Linked DNA regions of Mus musculus: all the other regions are linked to region 3. The links are chromatin contacts, called in public promoter capture Hi-C maps. All regions are on one chromosome and are shown on one strand. Each heading gives the region's core, a stretch centred on a gene start, on an enhancer-like site or on the middle of the called end of the contact. The rest is flanking DNA. Distances are from core to core; before and after follow the strand shown. Region 1 overlaps Cspp1 (centrosome and spindle pole associated protein 1). Region 2 holds the start of Cops5 (COP9 signalosome subunit 5). Region 3 holds the start of Vxn (vexin). Region 4 overlaps Ppp1r42 (protein phosphatase 1, regulatory subunit 42).

Region 1 (2,700 bases), core at 128-2,627, 480 kb after region 3:
CCTCTGTGGGCTACAGAGTAAGTTTACAGTGAGTCTGGCATCTTAATAAGGCTCACAAAGTAAAGTAAACAGCAAACCAAGGGAATGTAAAGGATCAGTAGCTCAGTGGGGAGCTGCTGCTTAGCAGGGTGAGGCCTTACACTTAATCCCTGGTTCCCAGTAACAGGGAGGAAACACCCTTCCCGAAAGTATGGCCTGCAGGGGGAAAAAAGGGTCCAAAGGTAATTCTTTTTTGTTTCTCATTAAATACCTTTAAAGTAGCCATTGCAATAAAAAATTAGCTTTTCGAAACTTGAGCTTTTTAGTATAATACATTGGCATGTTAAATTTTACAGTATATCGTAGATCTTATTTATTCTGGAATTGAATCACCTAAAGAGTGTCAAGTTGAATAAATATGCATTAGAGGGAATACTTAAATATCATTTAATAAATTTATTAAATTATGAATTATAGTTTTAGTAATTATATAATGATCTATGTTAACAAGTTTATACAACCATATTATTTTATAAATTTATAAAAGAATCATACAAATATGTAAATTATATTCCTATAATTAAATATATGTTATAATAACTTTATATGATAATTATAAAATTTAAAACTGTAGATTAATAAATTTATAAATTATTTTATAGTCTGTAGTAGAACTTATTTATTCTGGAATTGAATCACCTAAAGAGTGTCAAATTGAATAAATCTGTATTAGAGGGAGTAGTTAAAGATTATTTAAGATTTAAAAATTCCATAAAATGATATTCTTGAGTAAAGATTAGTGAGCAGCTCTGGCCTACCCTGTTGTGGCTTTTTTGTAAATTCGTTCTTATTGTGGCACAGCTTCCTTCAGTGCTCACATGATTGTTGTAGGGAGACTGAGGCCTGCAAAGCCTTCCCTAGTGGGTCTCCCAAGTAGCAACTGAGGAGAGATGTGCTGCTGCTGCTGCTGCTGTCTAAGAGAGAGACCTGCGCGGGAGTTCACAGCTGCCTGGACTTGTTCTTTATCCATGTACTGATCATGAGCCTGCAGGTGACTTACCTGCTTCTCGGCAGTCTCAGTTTCCTGCTTATAAAATAAGAAGCAGATCTTTAAGGTCTTTTTTAGCTGTAAAATTTTGCTGTTCTGTGACTGTCTTAAGTGCCTGCTGGGGTCCTTGGAGGTCCTTGTCACCCTTAAACTTATGATTCTATGTAACAAACAGGTTCTTTTTTTTTTTTTGTCTTTTTCTTTATTGTAGCCTGATAGACTAAAGCAGTTTAGTTTGACACCAAGACACTTTGAAGAGATGCCACCTGAGAGGCCCAGAGTAGCTTTCCAGACACCTCCCCCTCCCTTCTCTGCCCCGTCTAGCCCATCCGTCCCACCAGTTCATTCCGCCCCTTCTCACAATGAAGACTTGCACAGTGGACTCGGCAGCACCCTTGGTGAACTGGCGCATCCCAGGTGCTTGTTTAAATGTTTGTCTTTGGGAATTAGGGTAGGCCGCGTGTGCTCCACCTTACAAGGGTGTGCTGCTGCAGATGATGCTTCCGAGATGCCTCAGGGCCATGAGCAACTTCGCTGAGGAGTTTTTTTCTTCTTCATTGTTATTGATACTTCTTCTCTGCTGTTAGAAAAAGGAGAAATCTTCAATGTTTTTATCATTTACTATTTTTAAAATGAATTAGTAACTACATGTTAGTATAAGGTATGCATTGTTCAGTTATTTCCACTTGGCAATCATTGAATTGTTTCTTCAGCTTATTCCAAAAAATTTACTAATCTGGTACATGTCTGTCTGGCTTAACAGTTTTCTCTGGGCTTACTCTTGGGCTGTTGGGATTATAACCCTGGATTTCATATTGAACATGTCATTTCTATAGGGAAAACACATTATGCTAATCTATATATAATAGAAACCCTGTAACACGAATATTTTCTGGCCTGTAATTATTAATATACTAATTATAGGAATATCTTTACATTTGTAGATGTTTTTCTTAATCTTCTAATACATTTCTGAGATATCTTTCAGCAGGACTTGGTCTTTTATTTGTTACTAACAAACTGTGGGGCTTTTCTTACAGCCTTTCTCAGGTACTTCCTTCATTTTCTTCAATGGCTTCCCTACTCCAAAGGCTGAGAGACTGGAATTAGAGAGCCACAGTGCTTTCTGTTGTGGGTTAGAGGCTGGAGTAGTCGGCTTCACTGGACTTTATGCAAAAAAGTTTTCTCATTTGTAAAAGGTGATGGTAGTACTTGACATAGTTAGAGGGCTGATGTAAACATTAGTTTTCTATGTATAGATACAATTTAGGAGTTGCTGATAATAGATTGTTTTCATAACAGTTACTCAGGTTGTTTTTGCTGGCGTCTGCACTGATGATGGTGAGGTTAGACTCACTGACTGACCAATAACGTGTGGAACCGCTGCCTACCGAAGAGACTTTGGTGTTACCTCAGCCCTCAGATTCTTTAAGGCAAAATATGTTAATGTTTGAGTAAAAAAACCTAGAGTCTCCCCTTTTTCTTTGTTTATCTAAAGTTATTTGCCTTTGCCATTTCTATTAGTGAAGAGTAAATCCTGTGCTGGTAGAAGCACATTTGCTCCTCAGTGAGGAAATGTGGAAGGACAAGGTTTTATACATTTTAAATTTATGAACTCTTAAATATATCAGGGCCATATGGATTCTCAAGTAGCCACATTGTGGTTTAACTTT
Region 2 (2,700 bases), core at 60-2,559, 440 kb after region 3:
TACAGAAAGGGAAAGAATCCTGGATTGTCAAGATTATTAAAAGACACGAAAATCTTCAGGCCAGTGCCAGGCCCACAGTAAGAACTCAATAAACACTGAAAACAGAGTACTGACGGTTAAAGCCAGCTGTGCCATCAGAACAAAACACCTGGAGACAGCAAGACAGTCTACTCAGCAACCTTTTGTAATTTTTTTCTTCACTCTCCTTAATACAATTTGCTCTAAAGAATCATTTGACTTGTCGTCAATCCCAAAGATACATGGATTTGGCTGGGGAAAATGCTTCTAAGCTCTCTCTTATAATTCCTGGTTTACATGAATTGTAGTAGTATTGTAGGGAACTGCTAAGAGGATTTGGTATGTGTCTAAAGAGCTGAAAAAAAACCAAACCAATCAATCCAAGAGCTCATGGATTTTTTTTTTTTTTTTAAATCAATGCTCTGCTCATTCGATTTATAAAAACAGCCACGCTCTTCAGTTTGGGAATCTACTGAAGGCTGCAACTAACTGCATGTAGCCACCAGGTTCAAGGCAGAGTGTGTGAGATTTACAAAAATAATCATGTTGACAAAAGTCGCACCCCAAGTCAGCCCTTTACACGCCCTGAAGGCAAGAAACTTTCTAAAAGGGGAATCGAAGCAGGCCCTAGAGGACAGGTAAGGCTCTACTGACAAGGCAGACTAAGGCCACTGTGGCCAATATTCGGTCGACGCCCCACAGAAAGCCAAGCTCACCACACCCTTCATCTCCCACCCCTCGCGGGTCTCTCACAGTCCCGCCATCCCTGCCCTCCCCTGCGTCTCGCCAGGGACCTCCTCACTCCTTAGTCCAGGGTTTCGCCGCCAGGATTTCTTGTTGTTGTTTTTTGTCATATTTGTAGATTTCATCGATACTCTGCGCTTCCTGCATGTTGTTGGCCAATTCCCAGGTTTTCTGGGCCATACCACTCCCGGAAGCTGCCATGGCCGAGGCACCGGAGAAGCTGTCGCTCCACAATCAAGATGCAACTTTCTTCTACTGGGCCTCAGCGTGCGGGCTTTGGACCTTCCCCACCAGGGTGCACACTCACTAGACTCTCAAGGCAGCCATGACACTTGAGACCGGAGGTGACGTTGGTCCAGACCATTCGCGCGCTGGGGCGCGGCGGCGGCGCAGCGACATAGAAAACACTTCCTTAGGGTTGGCTCGGCTCGGCTCGGCTAAGATCAGTCTTGCCGGTGAAACGAGAACATGCTGGCTCGGAAATCCGTTCGTGTGAACTGCGAGGGACGCAAAGCCTCGGTGTGGGAATGGTACAGCCTTTCGCGCCGGAAGGCGGGACTATTGGCCTGCCAGGAAGGAGTCGGCCGGCTCGGCTCGTACTGCGCAGACTCAGATGCCACCATATTGTGTGTAGGAGGAAACTTGAGTTTGGGGAATTATGTTTATGTGAGTGTAGGTGCTTCAAACGAAATAAATTGTTTGGAATACTAAATATCTCTAGAGAAACAGAGGTGTAAGTATCTCCGGATTATTGGTTTTGGAGGGGGAAGATCGCGTGACTCTTTTAAGATAATTTGCGGTGTGTTAAGCCTCCGGGGTTTGTGGTTGGCGTTCCGCTTTTGTGTTTTCGCTACTGTTGCGAGGTGGCAAGCAAAAGTTACCGGTTGCTAAGATTAACTTTTTTAGGGACTTTATAGGGTAACATTTTATACAAGTGTTAGGAGCGGTGAATGCCTTAGGCGCTACTTTTTAAAAAAGGTTTGTCTCAGTGCAGATTTAATCTCCGCAACCTGTGCCTTCCAGCAGTTAATGTGAAATTTGTTTCAGTCGTATTTTTAGGTTTTCTTCCCTCACATTCTCATCCCCAATTGCCCACTAGACTGTAAGTTGAAGGCATGCATGAAATTTGTGTTTTATTTAATTCTAATATATTTAATTTTTTTCGTAACACGGTTCTTAAAGACTTCTCCAGCTTCATCATCTTCTTTTAGCTCCCCCAACCCAGTTTTTCATTCTATTAGAACTTTTTTCCTTGGCTTAGTAATATATTAGTTGTTAGGCATTGCTTGAAATGCACTTCTTGACATTTCTGCTTTAGAGCACACAGATTTTAAAAAGCACAGCTCGGAGATGCCTTTCCTTAACTCTTCGTCAGTAACTGCTCCTTCACAGGAATTCGAAGGCTCTGTAGCTGCTTCACCTGGACCCCGGGGTTTTTGCAGTTCTGGAACTATGTAGTCCAGGCTGGCCTCAAACTCGAGAGCTGCCTGCTTGAGTGCTGGGATTCAAGGCGTGCACCACTACTGCCCGTCTGTATCCTCTTCTAATGCAGGTGCTTTTGCCTGGGCTGCAGGAGACCCTGTTTCAAAAAGTCAAGGAGCTGGGCAAACAAAACAGAGCAAGGACATTGCAACATTCTTCTAATTCCAGTACTTGGGAGGTGGAGAATGGAGAATCAAGAGTTCCAACCCCGCTTTCTCCCTGGACTATTGGAGACAAAATAACGAAACCAAAAATAAAAATAGAATCTTCTTAAAGTATAACTTCGGGCACACTAGGGACATTAGAGTACATTAGTATCTTAAGTTCTTTCTGAGAAGCTTGTGTAAGCTTGTTCCAGTGGTCACAATACACAGCCACTCGAAACATACAGAATAACATGTTGAAATGGTAATGAAAGCCCAGGACAGAGAGTTGACCAGACTGCTGGTGCGGACA
Region 3 (2,774 bases), core at 191-2,690:
CTCTGAAATTGAAACCAAAGCCCCATTTCAGTATGCAGAAGGCAGCACATAGGATTAGCCATTCACCTCAGATAGAGCAAACATGGCTAGCCAGAGGCACCCCCTATAATAGGTGTAATTCACAGAGAAAGAGATGAAGTGCTGAAAACTACCTAGGGAGCAAACATTTGTCCAGTACAGAAATATCAGTAGACACAACTCCATGTCTAAAATATGATGAACTAGGTTCACCCAAGGTTAAAGAATGGCAAGTCAAGACTAAAGAATTGAACACAAAGAGACTGGAGAGATGTTTCAGTGGTTAAGAACACCAACTGCTCTTCTAGAAGACCATGAATTGATTCCCAGCACCCACATAGCAGGTCACAATCACCTGTAACTCCAGTTCAGGGGATCTGTTGTCCTATGCTGGCAAAACATACACATTAAATAAAATTTTAGAAATTAATAGAACATGGTTGTAAATACTCGTAATCCCTACTTTGGGAAGGCTATGAGTTTGGGGCCAGCCTGGGCTATAGCATCATACACACACACACACACACACACACACACACACACACACAGAGAGAGAGAGAGAGAGTTTGAGGAGCTAGTTTATTAACTTTTCAGTCAATCTAGAGATTAAATCCAATTTTGGTGCAAATTAGCTATTTTAATCATTAAAGAAGCTAAAGTCTTCATACTTCAGTTTCTTGAGAATACCACGGTAAAATAATAATTAGCTAGAGCCATTGGTTAGTTATAGATACTCAATGATATCATATAGCTAGCTCCATGACTTGTAACTAATATTTAATAGGGCAGCTGTCACTGTTAATTTCATTACACTCCATCAGTCTTATGGTGTGAAACTGTGTAGCATAATAAAAAGTAGTGGGATTGGATAAAATGCATATGCTTATATATGTTTATGAAATGTATAGCTACCATGACATTTATTTGTGTATATATTAGGAAAGATTATATGAGGAAAATATAGCATACCCATAGACTATATAACATAAAAAGATAAGGCAATAAATACATTCCAATATAGAAGATAATAAAATATAACTATCCTATAAACGGGTCCCTTGGTGTGTGCACTGCCTGTTGCGTGACTATGCATACCTGTAGGGTTGTACAAAGAAACACTAAACTCTCACCTCCTGAAATGTAAGCCTTGTTGTCAAAGTGGATTGAGAAAAATATGTGGTGAAAAAACAGTCCTTTTATTTAAAATAGAAACTTTGAAGGGAGCGGAGTTAACATATGACAAATGAAGATCCTGTTCCCCTGGAGGAGGAGAAAAAGCCCTTCCTTTCTGGAATGAGACCCGGGCACACTGATAGCAAAACTGACGTTTCGTCTATTCCTCTTCTGTGAAATCCTCCAGCCAAGCTGTGCGCTAACTGAGTAGGCGAATTCACTTCGTCACTTCACAAAAGACTTCCAAATTCACTGCGGCAGACACTGGAAAATAAAATTGTTAAGTACATCCTAGCTGAGAGGGAGAGACGGAAGGCTCCGTGTTCAATCAAAGGTTTGCAATAATAGGAGTCATTTAAGAAAGAAAGAAAGAAAGAAAAAAAAAAAGACAGATGGGATTAGGAAATGTTGCTGCGGTGAGACTGTCATGAGAGGCACAGGCAGCCTGCCTTTTGTGGACCTGCACAATGATCACAGAGCCAGACTGGCTTAGGAGACCCTGGGACTAGGGCTCCAGAGAGAGGCCACGGGCTCCCGGACACCCTGCAGGGCAGGGGGCTGAGACCATGCATCAGATCTACAGCTGCAGTGATGAGAATATTGAAGTTTTCACCACGGTGATTCCTTCCAAGGGTGAGTAATAATCCTAACAACCGCTCTTGGCGTCCCCTATTGTGGCATCTTATGCGGGAGGTGACCCGGTGCTGTCGGACTAAGGTACACTAGTACTTGGTACCCTCGGGTCCCGAGGTCTGCTGGCTTCTTCGTGTCGATGTCATTTGATGTCCCCCTTTTCTGAAGAGGGGCACAAGGATAAACATCAATCATAGGGAAACAATCTATTCAGGCGGGGACGAGGACAGCATAGCCTTCCTGCTTCACTTAATTCGAAACGGACAACCCAGCAGGCTCAAAGGCTGGGACAATAAGTGATTGTTAAAGAGACAACGATGGAAACAAAATTTCCAGGGCAGCCTAATAAGCTTTCTTATTGTCTCCGGTAAAGGAAAAAAAAAGGGCAGGTTCTGAAGAGAGAATCAGCCGTTCCAAAGCCAACTCCATCTGACTTGGGAGGGAAAAGACTCCAGAAAGGCAATCAAACACCCAGAAAGGCAATGAAGCTGACCCCAGGCTGACTTATCCATAGGACCACAAAGGGAACTACCAAAAGGGAATCTTGACGTTATAACCTCTGGGTCCTGGCCATTGGTGCGGATCCCTGGGAAGGGCTTGTGAGTCCAAATTTGAGGAAGGGCCGATGATCCAGTCAGCTTTACCTTGCCATTGTTCTGACCCTGTAGCCCCTTGTCCTGCTGTGGCACAGGCTTACGCCTGGCTTGACTGTGATATTTGGCTAAAATGGTTTGAATGTTTGCTAGTGCTGGGAGCACACATTCAAACTATTCTTTTCTTCCTCTGTCCAATACTGAGGGGGGTTACCAGGGGTGGAGACTCAGCCTGGGCACAGGCAAACAGCTAAACATAAATTGAGCTCTCAACATCTACTACTGAGGGAAAGGGAGGAAAGGGGAAGTTGGGAGTGTGCCCATGTGTAGGAGTTGAAATTCGCTCTGGAGATTCTG
Region 4 (2,758 bases), core at 67-2,566, 380 kb after region 3:
TGGACTGACTGCATTATCCCTCTGGCCTTTACACTTATACTTGTTGAGCTTTTCTCTATTTTTTAGTTTCCTGATTTAAAAAATATGCACGTATTATAAACAACTGAAACATAATGAAAGAAGAGAAAAAAGGTCTTTTGTTATTCATACCCTGCCTTCCCCTGCTGAAGATGTTCACTGGGAACAGTTTGGACTTGATCCCCCTTCTAAGATTATGTTCGTTTTTAAAGTAGAAATGTTACAATGCAAGTAAAATGATATTTATAAACTTAACATTTGGTCTTAGAACAAAATAATATAAAAGCCAGGCATAGTGGCACACATCTTTAATACGAGCACTCAGGAGGCAGAGGCAGGCAGATCGCTGAGTTTGAGGTCAGCCTGGTCTATATAGAGAGTTCCAAAATACTCAGGCTACACAAAGAAACCCTGTCTCAAATATATATATCATATATATACACACACACACATATGTATATATACACATATATAACTACCTATATACATATGTTTATATACCATATATAAAAATGTATATATAGTAAGCATTCTAGTATGTCTTTAAACACAATTTCTGATAGGTGACAAATTATTATATATGGATTGTTTATAAAATACTAAACATGTCCATTATTTTATTTTACCTATATTTGTATCACATAAAGTGGTTTATGTGGCTTTTATTTAACAAAAAGACTATCTTTTCTAACAGTGTATCTGTATAATTCTTAAGCTGTTTTTCATTATCTGAGTAAGGTCTTCCACTGAGTCCCAGACTATAGTAAGGATACAGGAAAAGTTTTTTGGTCATGTTCTTTCAGGGTGCCTGAGACTACTCTAAAAAAAGTGATTCGGGCTGGAGAGATGGCTCAGTGGTTAAGAGCACTGACTGCTCTTCCAAAGGTGCTGAGTTCAATTCCCAGCAACCACATGGTGGCTCACAACCATCTGTAATGGGATCTGATGTCCTCTTCTGGTGTGTCTGAAGACAGGGACAGGACAGTGTACTCACATACATAAAATAAATAAATCTTTAAAAAATAAAAGTTGATTCTACTGCTGAAAGATTTAATGCTGCCACTTAAATACCTGCAATATTGTATTTAAAGTATTGTTTTAAAATAATGTTGTATTTAAAGTATAAAGTAGAGTAATATACAGAGTATAGTGGTCTGTTCCTCGCCCACAGGTGACAGACTCCAGCCTGCAGGAGACTGCAGGCTGCAGGCAGAATGCTGGCCCAGAAGGACCACATTTACCCTGGCCAGGGACACGTATGGTAATGTTTAACTCAGGCAAAGAGATTAGCAGCTAGCAATCAGACAGCCCTAACACCGTGGTGTTATACACGTGTGGTAAATATGCCTTCTCCAGATACCTTACTGGTGTCACGTAGTTCCTAACTGTGGCTGGCAGTGGGCACCAGAGGTCTTGTCTCTGGAGATGTAACCACTTTACATTTTTTGTACCTTTCTTACCTAAATGACAAGCACTTTCCAAACTATAGTTCGAGGAGTTGGCAAGGTGTTTTGCCATTATGCTTTTTTGGACTTAAAACCACATCAGCCACTTTTATGCTCAGTTTCTTACATGCTTGTCTTTATTGATGCCTTTACATATTTGCTTCTTTTAGCAATTATATAACTTGCTAGTGTATTTTGGGTGACTATATATTCACGTATATGTACACACACACACACACACACTGTCTTGAGTAATCTGATTCCATGTCATTTTTAGTACATAATCTTGCCTAAGGCTCTTATGTATAGAAGTGATTTTGGAGAGAGAGCAGGTAACTGACAATAGAGAGATTTATTTCACTTTAACAATTTGTTCTCAACATGAAATGTGCTTTCCACCCACGCTATGTAAACCAGGTATGTAGGGTTTGTTTCATTTATTGAGGACTGGGTAAACTGCACAACATAAAATGGTCCTTCATAGACTTTTAACTTTCATTGTTGTTGTTGTCTGGTCTTAAATGTGGTAAAAAGAAGATAAATGAGAACAACAAAGACAAAATTCAATTCAAATTACTTGTTATATGGATATGTGCATAGACTTGAAAGACATACACCAAAGTTTTTTTGGTTTTTGGGTTTTTTTTTGGTTTGTTTGTCTGTTTTGTTTTTCGAGACAGGGTTTCTCTGTATAGCCCTGGCTGTCCTGGAACTCACTCTGTAGACCAGGCTGACCTCAAACTCAGAAATCCACCTGCCTCTGCCTCCCGAGTGCTGGGATTAAACCACCTGACTTTTTTTTCTTTAAAGTATTAATTTTGTAATCATAAAGTATGTTATAGAAGGAATAGTTATGTAAGAGAAGGTTTGAGTAATTTTTGCTTTTAGAAATTTTATAGAGCTAAAGCTTAACCTCGGGGCCTAATGAGTCGGCGATCCACACTGCAGCCTATATTGAATTTTTGTTTTTGAGTCAGGGTCTCACAATATAGCTCTGGCTGTCCTGATGCTCGATATACACATTAAGCTGTTCTTGAACTCAAACCTCTGCCTTCCATGTGTAGGCTTAAAGGCTTGTGACACAGACTTTCTTCATAGTAGACTGTTCTTACTCATTACACATTGATTGCGTTTCCTTTCCCCTCTGGCTGAGTGAAGCCAACTGACGCAGTTGGGTGTGGTGCCAGAGAGGCAAAGGGGAGTGGCTGCCCAGCACAGCTGCCTGCACAACTTTGAAATCATACCGCCATAATTCTCTGTGTGTCATTGGTTTTCTACCTTTGTGGGCTGTGAAT

The links. Promoter capture Hi-C pulls out the DNA fragments that hold promoters and counts their contacts.
Region 1: a promoter capture Hi-C map of embryonic stem cells shows a contact between it and region 3, with 2.7 times the contacts expected there. The contact joins the enhancer-like site here to the promoter of Vxn in region 3. A contact is called at or near these places in 8 of 39 promoter capture datasets (the C10 cell line, cranial neural crest, embryonic stem cells and 3 more) and 2 of 9 other capture datasets (adipose tissue and liver).
Region 2: a promoter capture Hi-C map of hematopoietic stem and progenitor cells shows a contact between it and region 3. The contact joins the promoter of Cops5 here to the promoter of Vxn in region 3. A contact is called at or near these places in 7 of 39 promoter capture datasets (the C10 cell line, cranial neural crest, embryonic stem cells and 4 more), 2 of 115 datasets of contacts at active chromatin or transcription factors (large pre-B cells and stem cell-derived neural progenitor cells) and 1 of 9 other capture datasets (pancreatic islet).
Region 4: a contact with region 3 is called in a promoter capture Hi-C map of second pharyngeal arch cranial neural crest. The contact joins the enhancer-like site here to the promoter of Vxn in region 3. A contact is called at or near these places in 7 of 39 promoter capture datasets (the 3T3-L1 cell line, the HPC-7 cell line, cranial neural crest and 4 more) and 1 of 9 other capture datasets (liver).

The regions. Positions count from the first base shown.
Region 1 is chr1:10,084,509-10,087,208 of GRCm38.p6, forward strand. It overlaps Cspp1 (centrosome and spindle pole associated protein 1), which reads left to right. Exons shown (of 30, transcript NM_026493.3): 12 at 1,239-1,444. Among named protein-coding and RNA genes, the nearest start is that of Cspp1, 48 kb to the left of the region's middle. Within about 2 kb of position 1,378, at least 14 of the 459 cell types and tissues checked have an H3K27ac peak or open chromatin away from gene starts, as enhancers often do. A contact at or near this core is called in embryonic stem cells, where this site is marked.
Region 2 is chr1:10,036,850-10,039,549 of GRCm38.p6, forward strand. Cops5 (COP9 signalosome subunit 5) reads right to left here and starts at 1,310. Exons shown (of 8, transcript NM_013715.2): 1 at 821-1,310. The coding sequence starts at 963. Cspp1 (centrosome and spindle pole associated protein 1) reads left to right here and starts at 1,369. Exons shown (of 30, transcript NM_026493.3): 1 at 1,369-1,495.
Region 3 is chr1:9,599,827-9,602,600 of GRCm38.p6, forward strand. It overlaps Vxn (vexin), which reads left to right and starts at 1,441. Exons shown (of 6, transcript NM_178399.4): 1 at 1,441-1,824. The coding sequence starts at 1,758. The region is part of intron 3 of 2610203C22Rik (RIKEN cDNA 2610203C22 gene); the gene reads right to left.
Region 4 is chr1:9,980,560-9,983,317 of GRCm38.p6, forward strand. The region is part of intron 6 of Ppp1r42 (protein phosphatase 1, regulatory subunit 42); the gene reads right to left. Among named protein-coding and RNA genes, the nearest start is that of Tcf24, 14 kb to the left of the region's middle. Within about 2 kb of position 1,317, at least 12 of the 459 cell types and tissues checked have an H3K27ac peak or open chromatin away from gene starts, as enhancers often do. A contact at or near this core is called in liver and second pharyngeal arch cranial neural crest, where this site is marked.